Regions from separate parts of the Mus musculus genome. Here region 1 is linked to region 2. The links are chromatin contacts, called in public HiChIP or PLAC-seq maps. All regions are on one chromosome and are shown on one strand. The core of a region is the stretch at or near the end of the contact, and the rest is flanking DNA. Distances in the headings are between cores, read along the strand shown.

The links. HiChIP or PLAC-seq counts read pairs in DNA pulled down with a chosen protein or histone mark.
Region 1: an HNF4G HiChIP or PLAC-seq map of pancreatic cancer cells shows a contact between it and region 2. The contact joins two enhancer-like sites. A contact is called at or near these places in 2 of 115 datasets of contacts at active chromatin or transcription factors (astrocytes and pancreatic cancer cells).

Annotation. Positions count from the first base shown.
Region 1 is chr13:109,897,346-109,902,587 of GRCm38.p6, reverse strand. All of the region lies in intron 7 of Pde4d (phosphodiesterase 4D, cAMP specific), which reads right to left. Among named protein-coding and RNA genes, the nearest start is that of Mir1904, 3.8 kb to the left of the region's middle. Within about 2 kb of position 2,942, at least 22 of the 459 cell types and tissues checked have an H3K27ac peak or open chromatin away from gene starts, as enhancers often do. A contact at or near this core is called in pancreatic cancer cells, where this site is marked.
Region 2 is chr13:109,316,435-109,321,390 of GRCm38.p6, reverse strand. All of the region lies in intron 3 of Pde4d (phosphodiesterase 4D, cAMP specific), which reads right to left. Among named protein-coding and RNA genes, the nearest start is that of Mir582, 5.8 kb to the left of the region's middle. Within about 2 kb of position 2,585, at least 9 of the 459 cell types and tissues checked have an H3K27ac peak or open chromatin away from gene starts, as enhancers often do. A contact at or near this core is called in pancreatic cancer cells, where this site is marked.

The DNA.
Region 1 (5,242 bases), core at 1,693-4,192, 580 kb before region 2:
CAGCGCGCAGGCGCGTGCAATCGCGCACCTGCCCCGCGGGGGACCCTGGGGTGCACAGCGGAGTCCCGGGCCCTCTATCCCAGCGCCGCCTGCCAGGCCCTGCTGTCCTGGGTTGCAAGGTGACTTAGGACAGGCACTACCCTTTCTGCATGCAGGTTTAATTTAAGTTTGCGAGTTTCCATGGATTTGTGTCCCAAAGGTTAGGATTTACTTACTCAAAGGGAATTGTGGGAATAAAATCGTCTCTACTGGGGACAGACTGTCAGTATCCAGCCAACCCCTCTAAAATTTGGGTTAGATGTAAACAGACAAACCATAATGTTGTGGGGACAGAATGCCTTAGAATGTGACAACAGGCTACATTTCACCTTCAGAATTACCCTAGAGCTACCTTAAAGGAACAGCAATGGGAACGAACCAAGGAGCAAGGGGAATTTACACATGCCCTGCTGGGGTGTCTCCTCTGCAGAAAACACAAGAACACCCTAGACTTGGGGCTCAAGACAGAAAGTCTAGTAGTCTGTTTTCTGCCCACTATGGACGAAATGGACTGTCAGAACTATGGGGCAATGGGTTCTGCTGATAAAAGCTGACGCAGGGAACTTGGCCACTTTCCCTAAGCCGGTCAGTTCCGAAACTGAACAGCAATCTTATTTCAGAAAGAGAAAAGTTGAAACCCCAGGGGTCTAGCCTACAAAACTGGCAGGAGAAAGGAAAAGCCTTATGTGAAGTGGTGGGGTTCTCCTTTTCCCCTTCTGATCTACAGTATTGTGGGGGAAAGAAGTTCTGCCCCAATGTAGGCTCCATTAATTATCAGGCGGGACAAAGAATGCGGTGGGTTGAATCTCAGGATTCTGAGATTTCCTTACATTTGTAAAAATTTCAGTAACTTTTAGAGTGTGTGAGACTTGCTTCTTGGCTTGTCCTTCTCTGACATTATTGAACTGTATGCTCGTCATTTTGACTGCTGAGTATTGAAATTTGCCTCTAATTGTGCGTCCCCTCTTCACTAATCTCTAAAGAGACCTTAAGTCAGCAATTCCTTAAACCTCCTGAATTGAAATTTAAAGTTGATGTTTCTTTCTTTAACAATGGAGACGATCTTAAAGATAACTGTACAAGGTAAGTGTTAAATAGTTTATCTGTTTGGTTTTTCCTGATCACAAAACTGCAAAATATTACAAGTTGGCTCTGTAAAAGAAAGATGCGCAAACATGGAGAGTCCTTTGTGGCCCCACAACCTAGAGCGCTGAAACACTAGTTTAATATTTCAAAATACTGAATCCATTCCATATGTAAGTGGAGCACTGACTGGACGCCATGGTGGTCTGTTTCTTATACAGTTCCGGTGTTTCTGCTTTCCTCCCTTCTCTATGTAAAACAGGCAGTCAGAAAATTGAAGGAGGAAATTAACATAAAGCCAGGTGAGACGTTCATAGTTTGTATATGCCGTGCGGTCAGAGGCATAGCTATTGTGTAGAATCCATCTCCTGTCATTTTTTTTTTTTAGTTATCCCAAGCCAAACATCCTCTCTGCACATCTTTAAGACTTGATGTCTCTGCCTTCTGCCACCCGACTCTGAGAAAGCAAGAGTTCCAGGGGACCTCCCAGTGTGTGGCGTATACTTCCTACCCCCACCTTGGCGATCTTCATGAAAGCTTTCTGAAATCAGAAGTAGAATTCAGACCTCGGACCTAGCAGAATATGGCTCTATGTATTATATTTCAGTCTTTTTTTTTTTTATGAGAAACAGTAACTCCGGAAAGTTTCAATTTAATGTTTCAAGACACTTAGACATGGGCTTTGCCTTTAAGTGGGTGGTATAGCAACGTGAGGAGCAATTGGTTGCCAAAGATCCAGTTTATATTGAAGTCATGGCTTAGCCATTTTGACTATCAGAAATCAAGTAAGGTCACATACATACGTTCAAAAATGTTCCACATGCTCTCTATGTATTTAAAGAATGAAATTAACCTCCAGCATTTGTACATACTGCTGAGAGAATATTTACATACGGCGGAATAAACAAATTTCGTTTATAAAACCAATGCTGGGTTTGTCGCGTTAGAATTTACTTCTTTCAAACTCCGGGACTGAGACAGTGTGACAAGCTACAGTTTTTCAGGGTCATTATTATGTCTTCAAGTTCAGGCATTTTAAACCCCACTGTTCTAAGACAAGGCCTAACTGACCTTTCTATCCCTCCTCCCCTGGCGAGTGGGAGAATTCAATGTGGAGTTGCCAGCTATCCTACAGGAAATTGAGTCACCCCACCAAACAACACACCTAAATGCCATCGGCAGCTAGCTGGCCAAACACAGCGAACCAGTTTAATAGTGGCCTTTACCAAGAACACAGGTTGCATTCATTAATAGAGTGCCCCCTAGGGGGTCGTATATGCTGTGGCCCTACTTAAAAATATATATGAAAACTTTTCTATTTAACTGTGCGAATCTTGCTTCATTTGAGGGGCTACTGAGAGGAAAATGCCCCACCAAACGCTATTGGCTAAACTCCACGTGGACTGCAAAAGGGCTGTGTCACAGGCAGCTGTGGAGTAACAATAAACATCGGTGGGTTCTGTTATTCTGTGTTCTTCAAGGCACCCTGAGCTGTGCCATACCCAGGCGTCTGCTTCAACTCTCCTGGGTATAAGTAATACTCAATATTTGTGGGCCAGCACTTGGCTTCCGTCATAGTAATGTGCGCAAGGGTTCCCCTGACACATGGCCTGAAATCTTGCCAAGGACTCCAGGAGAGGATGCTGAAGCAGCAGCTTGTCTTTGAAAGGGAAAAGCGCCGTCAGCTAGGAGCCACAGCAGTTGGCCAGAGGCTGTACTCAGCCTCCTTGGGAAATGTTGGACCCATTACTCTTACCCACAACTGACTGAGAGGCAAAAAGATCTGTGCTACAGGACATGAAACTTTGTAAATGCTAGCTAGTTTCTTTGTCAATATTTGTGAGGCTAAAGGTCAGTATAAGTCTGTTGTCATTCCTAGAGAGGCCTACGGCCTACTACTAAAAACCAGATAGAGAGAGAGAGAGAGAGAGAGAGAGAGAGAGAGAGAGAGAGAGAGAGAGAGAGAGAGAGAGAACACAAACTTTGGGTGTCATTTGCAACTCTTCTTAAAAAGTCTTACAGAGCGATCACAGCTGATTCTGATTGCTTTTAAATTGAAACAAATACATCAGACAGCTTCTAAGAGAAAATGCTCGAACATGACTTTTTAATTAATTCCAGTTTCTCCTCAGCCAATCCTCACTTACATGTCCTTTGTTCCTAGTGAGAGAATTGATGGTGTCCGGAGGAGGAGGAGGTAGACTTCTGCCTCCCATGTGAGCTAGTCATTCTTTGGCTCTGCTACAGGGAAAGATCTGTCCAGGTTAGCTCTATTGCATTTTATCTGATGAGAAACACATGAAGGAAGGCCCTAGCTTCTCTCAGCATGTCTATGTAACATGTTGAAGCCTGAGAGCCAAGAGCAAGCTGCCCTCATTTCCTAGGATATTTCTGGAATCAACTTATTGTTTTGAAGTATTTTTAAATCTTATCAAATATATAAACTTTCACCCCTGGCTTCAAAGATATGTTCAAAGTGAAGATGTTGTGTCATTTTAATGAATTTTCTTCCTATTTGCCACTAGCTATGATTTTTTTTTCCTCCTAAAGTTGACAAGTGCTCTAGTAGAATTTTGCAAATGGATTGAGGTCTATTAACTTCTAATCTCATCAATAACTCAACGTTCATGAGACACTATGTGCCATGAACTTTATTAGAGTTTGAAGTGTGTAAGAGTGTGACCCTTATCCAATGCGAGACTAGAGCCCATCGTCGATGACAATTTTAGCACCATACAGTAGAAAAGGAAGGAGGAGAATAGGCTATGGGACAATAAAAGGGGGCATTCAAGTCACACTGGATACAAGTGGGGCAGGGAGACCTTAATCTTGAGAAAAGAAACTGAACATGGCTATTAATGGAGATTGTCAAAAGCACCCAGCACCTTCAGGCTAGTCTATGAGAGCCTTCTAGGAAACAACTGATGGAAGAGCCAGGAGCCTTCTGAAGTGTGAGCAGCATCAGACCATCAGCCAGGCGGCTAAGAAGGGTGAGAGCAACAAGCCACGTGAGCACCAGCTCTTCCCCTCTACTCCATGAGATGTGAGGCAGAAGGAGTTCCAGTCACACGCTCTTGCCTTCATGAGTCTCACCACACCTTCCGTATCTCCGCTGACTCTTCCTATATGTTGCCTATGTGGTTTAGTCAGGTATTTTGTTACAACACGATGTTAAGTAACTAATGCATAGAAGAGAACGGAGGAAGGCAGAAAGGATATTTCTAATCCAAACACCTGAACCTATAGACAGTTGAGGCTCATGGATGGGCACAGAGAAGGAATGGCCACAGAGAGCCTTGCTCAGGGGAAAGGGGCCTGGAAGGAAGTCTGAGAAATCTGACACATCAGTAGACACTGGCTATGCAAATCTCACTGATCAGCAGGTAGGAATGTTGGACTGTCTTCACAGGTCAGAGCTGCTGAATCACTCAGCTCACCGTGTGACGTGGGGATCTTGTCTTAGTTGACATGGAATACTCTAGGGTTGCACAACACATGAGATTGTAGGAGGTTAGGCCAGTGAATGAGAATATTACCTTTGGACATATTTATATTAGCATATTACTTTATAAGATTGTTTGCTTCTCTGGCTGTTACTCTAATCTAAGACAATCTCTGCACTAAAATCCCAGAGAAGCAGTTGGGATGGTGGCCCACGCCTTTAATTCCAGCACGAAGGAGGCAGAGGTCAGTGGATCTCTGTGAGTTCAAGGCCATTCTTGCCTACAAAGACAGTTACAAGCCAGTCAGGGTCACACAGTGACTTCGAAAAACCAAAACAAGCAAATCCTATGGAGGGGTTTGGTTCTTACATTTGTTAGACATAAATAGAAGGACTTGCCCAGTATGACTCCAGAGGGTACTTGCATTCTCTTTTTTAAAACTATCTCGCAAGTTACTTTCTGAAAGTATGGGAACAAGGTCATTGATGGGGAGAGTGAAAGAGAGAGAGAGAGAGAGAGAGAGAGAGAGAGAGAAAAAGGAGAAAAGGGAGAAAGAAAGATAATAGATGGATGGATGGATGGATGGATAGATAGATAGATAGATAGATAGATAGATAGATAGATAGATAGATAATTTGGCTTATGAGAAAATGGCATACTATAAATTTCCCTTCCTC
Region 2 (4,956 bases), core at 1,336-3,835:
AACATAGAGGAGAACAGAAGACACAATCATTGCCATGATAGGGCATCATATCTACACAACTCATCAACAAACGATTGTTCTCAGGTGTCCTGATAGCAAGCTCTTGCCCTTCTACCAAGCCTGTGGCTACTTTGTGAAGATTGTATTGAAACTTGTATCATCAATGCATATATTGCTTAGTGGCTGCTTTTTAAGACAGTGATGGTAGACTTGAATATCTAGGGCAGAATCTTTAAAACTCCAGACCTAAAATATTTGTTAATTTGACCCTCTGTAAACTAGCAAAAAGACCTTGTAGTCTGATGAATGAGAGCACATCAAAGTTTTGATTAGATGCAATGTGTGAAAAATAAGAGTTAGGACATGATCACACACATCTAGCATAAAACAAATTGGACATTTAATCAATATGAGTTGTTATAGACAGCATGATGTATGTACAAAATAGAATACTACTGAAAAACAAAACCACCTTACATATGCTGCAATACAAAGATATCTAAGAGATTTTTTTCTAAAACAGAAGCACCCAGAGTACTTTCTTATTTACATAGAGAAAATTTACCAGCACATATGTTGTTATATTCATTGGCTAACTTTGGAAAATTGCATACACATTGGTACAGTCTTTATCCTAAAAGGGCAATAACTAGAGTGACTTTTTCTTTGTACTACTAAAATGTCTATAACTTTGTTATACAGCTGAAAATAACTTACAACATTATACACAGTGCCATGTGTGTGCACATATATGTGTTCATAAACTTCATGGACAAGACAGAAAGTGAGTCTCATTATCCATCTTAGGAGTAATTTATTATATGAGACGTACCTTAATGTAGAGCCCGGACTTAATACAGCTATTTACACAAGGGGTACTAACCACTGCTATCTTTATTCTACTTAAATGTTAATTGGCATAATCATCATTAAAAATAATTTTCATGGGTGAATTGAGTTGTACTCAAGAAATGTTTATTAATTTAAAACCAAGACCTTTGTAGCCTACGAACAGGAGCACACAAATCTAAATAGTGTCCCAAACCTGAGGCTCCAATACAATCTTATATGTTACCAAACTATGTAGCTATTTTTGTCTCAAGAACGTTGCCACAGCAGTATGACATGTATTTCCATGTAAGACCCCTATGGTACTCTCTAGGGGACTGACAGTTCACAGATATGAAACTTGTAAGAACCAAGCAGATGATAGTTAGTGGATACTTGATGACAACAGTTTTCCAGTTACCCGAATTTAGTTCAAAATGTGCTTTCATTGACATATTACAGCCTGGCTTGTAGGATAAGAGAATTGTGTTGATTATCCTGTTATGCTTATGTGTAGCTTATGATATTCACCAGCCAGAATCTTAGAGCTATGAAGGTTCTGCTTGGCTGTGTCCACTTAACAATGACTAATTGAAAAACAAACGACTACCCTTGACCAGATAAGTATTGCCTAAGCTCTAATTGATGTATGTTCCACTTCTATCTAGGACATAAAAGCTACCCTCAGTAAAGTCAATACCATTGGCTTAGAGGACTTCATTTTTCATCTTGTGTGTTTTCTTTTACATGAGAAGGCTGTTCCTCCTGGCTCCTAAACATATTTTCAGCAAGACTGGTGATGACAAGCGATAGATTTGACAGTAAGATACTGACATCTTTGGCAAGAACATCCTCTCCATTCTCTCTACATCACTTAGTATGTGAAGTAGTGTTCCATAAGATGCAAGCATCACTTGCCTTTAATGTCCCAGGTAGAGAATGGACAGGATCAGAGCCTCTTCAGGCTCCCTACTAGATCCAAGAAGAGAAATTTGTTTAAGGAAACGAAGAAAGATATTTCACTTTCGGCTAACCATAGAAATCCCAACAATCCCCCTATTCTAAAAACCATGAACTAAACTTCATCAGAATGTCTTCTTGTGACACATTCTTTACAGTGGCTTTCCCACTGAAAGCCTCGTTAACACCCCTTCTGGGTGCTTTTATATTAAGATAAAGTTTGCTGTAAACAGTCTGATCTTCCAGGGAAGAATACTTGGTTGAGGGAAGGGCTGGTGGCACCATAGCCCCGTAAGAACTTTCCAAAGAAGAAGAAACATGCCAGGGAGCAGCAGGGTGCAGCAGGGAGCAGCCAGGACCCTGGAAGCTGCTCTTTGGACACACTTGCTTTCTGACTGCTTGTGTCAAAACACCTGGGAACAGCTGAACCGAAGCACTAGGCCAGATCTAGCCTCAGGGCTCAAGTGCACAGGCTTTCCATCTCTGTGTAAACACTACCATTTCCTCTCATCTTCTGCTGGGGGAAGGACATGACAGAGAAGAAGCAGCAGCCTCAAAAAAAGCTGCAAACGGTGAGAAGCACTAGAGATGCACAGGAAAGAGAAGGTTAGAATGGACCCTAATCTCACCTTCCCAGGAATAAATAACACTGCCTAAGGAGAGCACAAATCCAAGCTTTGGTTAGTTGAGCAAGCTCTCTGGAGGCTACCAAAGGGAAGTGGTTCCTGTAGGGAGCTGGTGGGGGTGGGGAAGGTGGGGTGGGGTGGGTGGTGACTGGATAACAAGGTAAGAAGGTTGCTCATTACTGCAGTGGGTTTAGTCATACCCCCCGCCCCCACCCTCCAGCATGGTGTTTGAGAACTGTTCAGATTGTAAGGGAAAGAAGACAGACTGCCTTTCCTAAGCGTTTCTGTTTCTAGATGTGACGTGTGTGTGTGTGTGTGTGTGTGTGTGTGTGTGTGTGTGTGAATATATCTCCACTATGTAAATAATTATACAATGAAAGCCTAGCTGTGCTGGCCCAGGACCCAGGGAACTGGGGAGAATTCTTCCCAGGATTCTTTGGGAAGTGGAAGTGCAAGAAGGGACCCTACTTAGAATGGAGTGCAGTCAAGGAAGAAATTCTTCATTTATAGTATGATAGGGGCTCAAGTTCAGCTTTTAGAGTATTTGCCTGAGATATGCAAGGCCCTGGATTTGACCCACTGAATTACAAAGTGATAATGATAGTAATAATAATACTATGTAAAGCTGCAACATAAGAACCAATAATAACAGTATCAATAATACTAAGTAAAACTGCAACCAACCTGGGCTGGCGAGATGGCTCAGCAGTTAAGAGCACTGACTGCTCTTCCAAAGGGCCTGAGTTCAACTCCAAGCAGCCACATGGTGGCTCACAAACATCTGTAATGGGATCTGATGCCCTCTTCCAGTGTGTCTGAAGATAGTTACAGTGCACTCATCATATACATAAAATAAATAAATAAAATCTTTTTAAAAAAGCACAAAGCGATGTTCCCAAATACTAAACAAGCAGAGAATACCACTTTTATTCAGAATAAGCTGGGAGCACACATGCAGCCATGTAGATGATAGATGTGAGAATGTCTACCGCACCCTCATTCCTCAAAAGTTCACTTATAAGGTAATCACACTCATGTGTTTATCATGGGAGAATATATGCCTAATTTAAATACCAAAAGATAATATTTAACTTAATGTCAACAGTATAAATGGAGTAGCAGAACCAAGTATGATATATTTCACTGCTATCAGAATGGTTGTTCTAAGTCCTATCAGTGCTGTACCCTGAGTAACCATGAGAACAAAAACCTTCTCATTTATATATAGTACTGATGATTTTAAGTGCATGTATAAACTTCCGTCAGTACTTTTATTCTATCTTGATATTTAAAAGCCATGTATTGCACTTTCAATGTGTTATAAGGCAATGGGCTGGCCAATACCTACCATGTACAGAAAGCACTGACATCATTAGGCAGACAGACAGACAGACATCAGCAAGCTTAGGGGCCATTACAGATATCCTCTTTCCATGTGGAAACCTCCCTCCCTTTAAGTATATGAAAAAGTAGACTTATTGGGGGCTTTTTTTGAGGTACCTTCCTCTTAGTCAAAAGAATGGAATCTGAATTCTATTTCTGACCATGGCTGGAAATAAGATATTCAGGTTGACGCCCCAAGAGCAGAACCTTACATACATACTGTTGTCTCTTGTGACTTGCTTTGTCAGTCACCTGGCCAGGAGGCCATTCTTCAGGAAAGCTGCCTCCCCTGTAGGTTTGCAAAGGAGCTGAGAGGACCGACTATCCCCTAATAATCAATACTTACACTCACAGCATCCTCTCCCTGGGATGGCTGTTTACAAGGCTACTGTAGCACCTAGCTCACTTGCTTTTTTGAGTCTTAACACCAGACTGGAGCCTTTCCTTGCCCACCTCTTCTTTGAATACAGGCCCAAGCTCTAGGGACTCTTTTCCTCTGGGCTCTCTCGCTGCTTTTCCTCTAAACAATAACTAGCTCTTTCTACAGCGGCCTAGAGACTGCCATTACTGACCTGAGCTCAAAACCTGTGGCTTTCCGAAACTCTTCTCCTCTCTCTCCTTTCTCCCAAGCAGTTGTCTGGGTTTCATACTTTGTTTATCCTGCAGTCTTTCTCTCAAACTCTCTTAAAACGGTCCTTGAGCTTACTTCCCAAGTCCACATCTTTCAAAAAATTCTTTTATCAATAATATCAAGAACGTACAAAATAGAACTCCAAGTCACAAGTAACAAGGACCCCTGGAATGTGGTTGGGATATATATTGTTTATACGTGCAGGTCACAACTGACTAGTAATGTGTCACAATTGCATACATATTTAATGGGAATCAAGAAAAAAAAAGATACAGAAATATTCCAAACTAGAACATATGAACTAATTCCACACATATCGAAGAGCCCCCAATGTCTTGTTGACTTGGAGCTGCAGATCTGCAGATCGAAAGACATAAGCGTGCCTGCCCATGTTTATGGAGTGTTAGAACTTCTTACACTTTCTTATACTTTCTGTTAATGTCTTAGCATTTTTGCACGTCTTTAGGAAATTCTTTTTTTATTAGATATTTTATTCATTTACATTTCAAATGTTATCCCCTTTCCTAG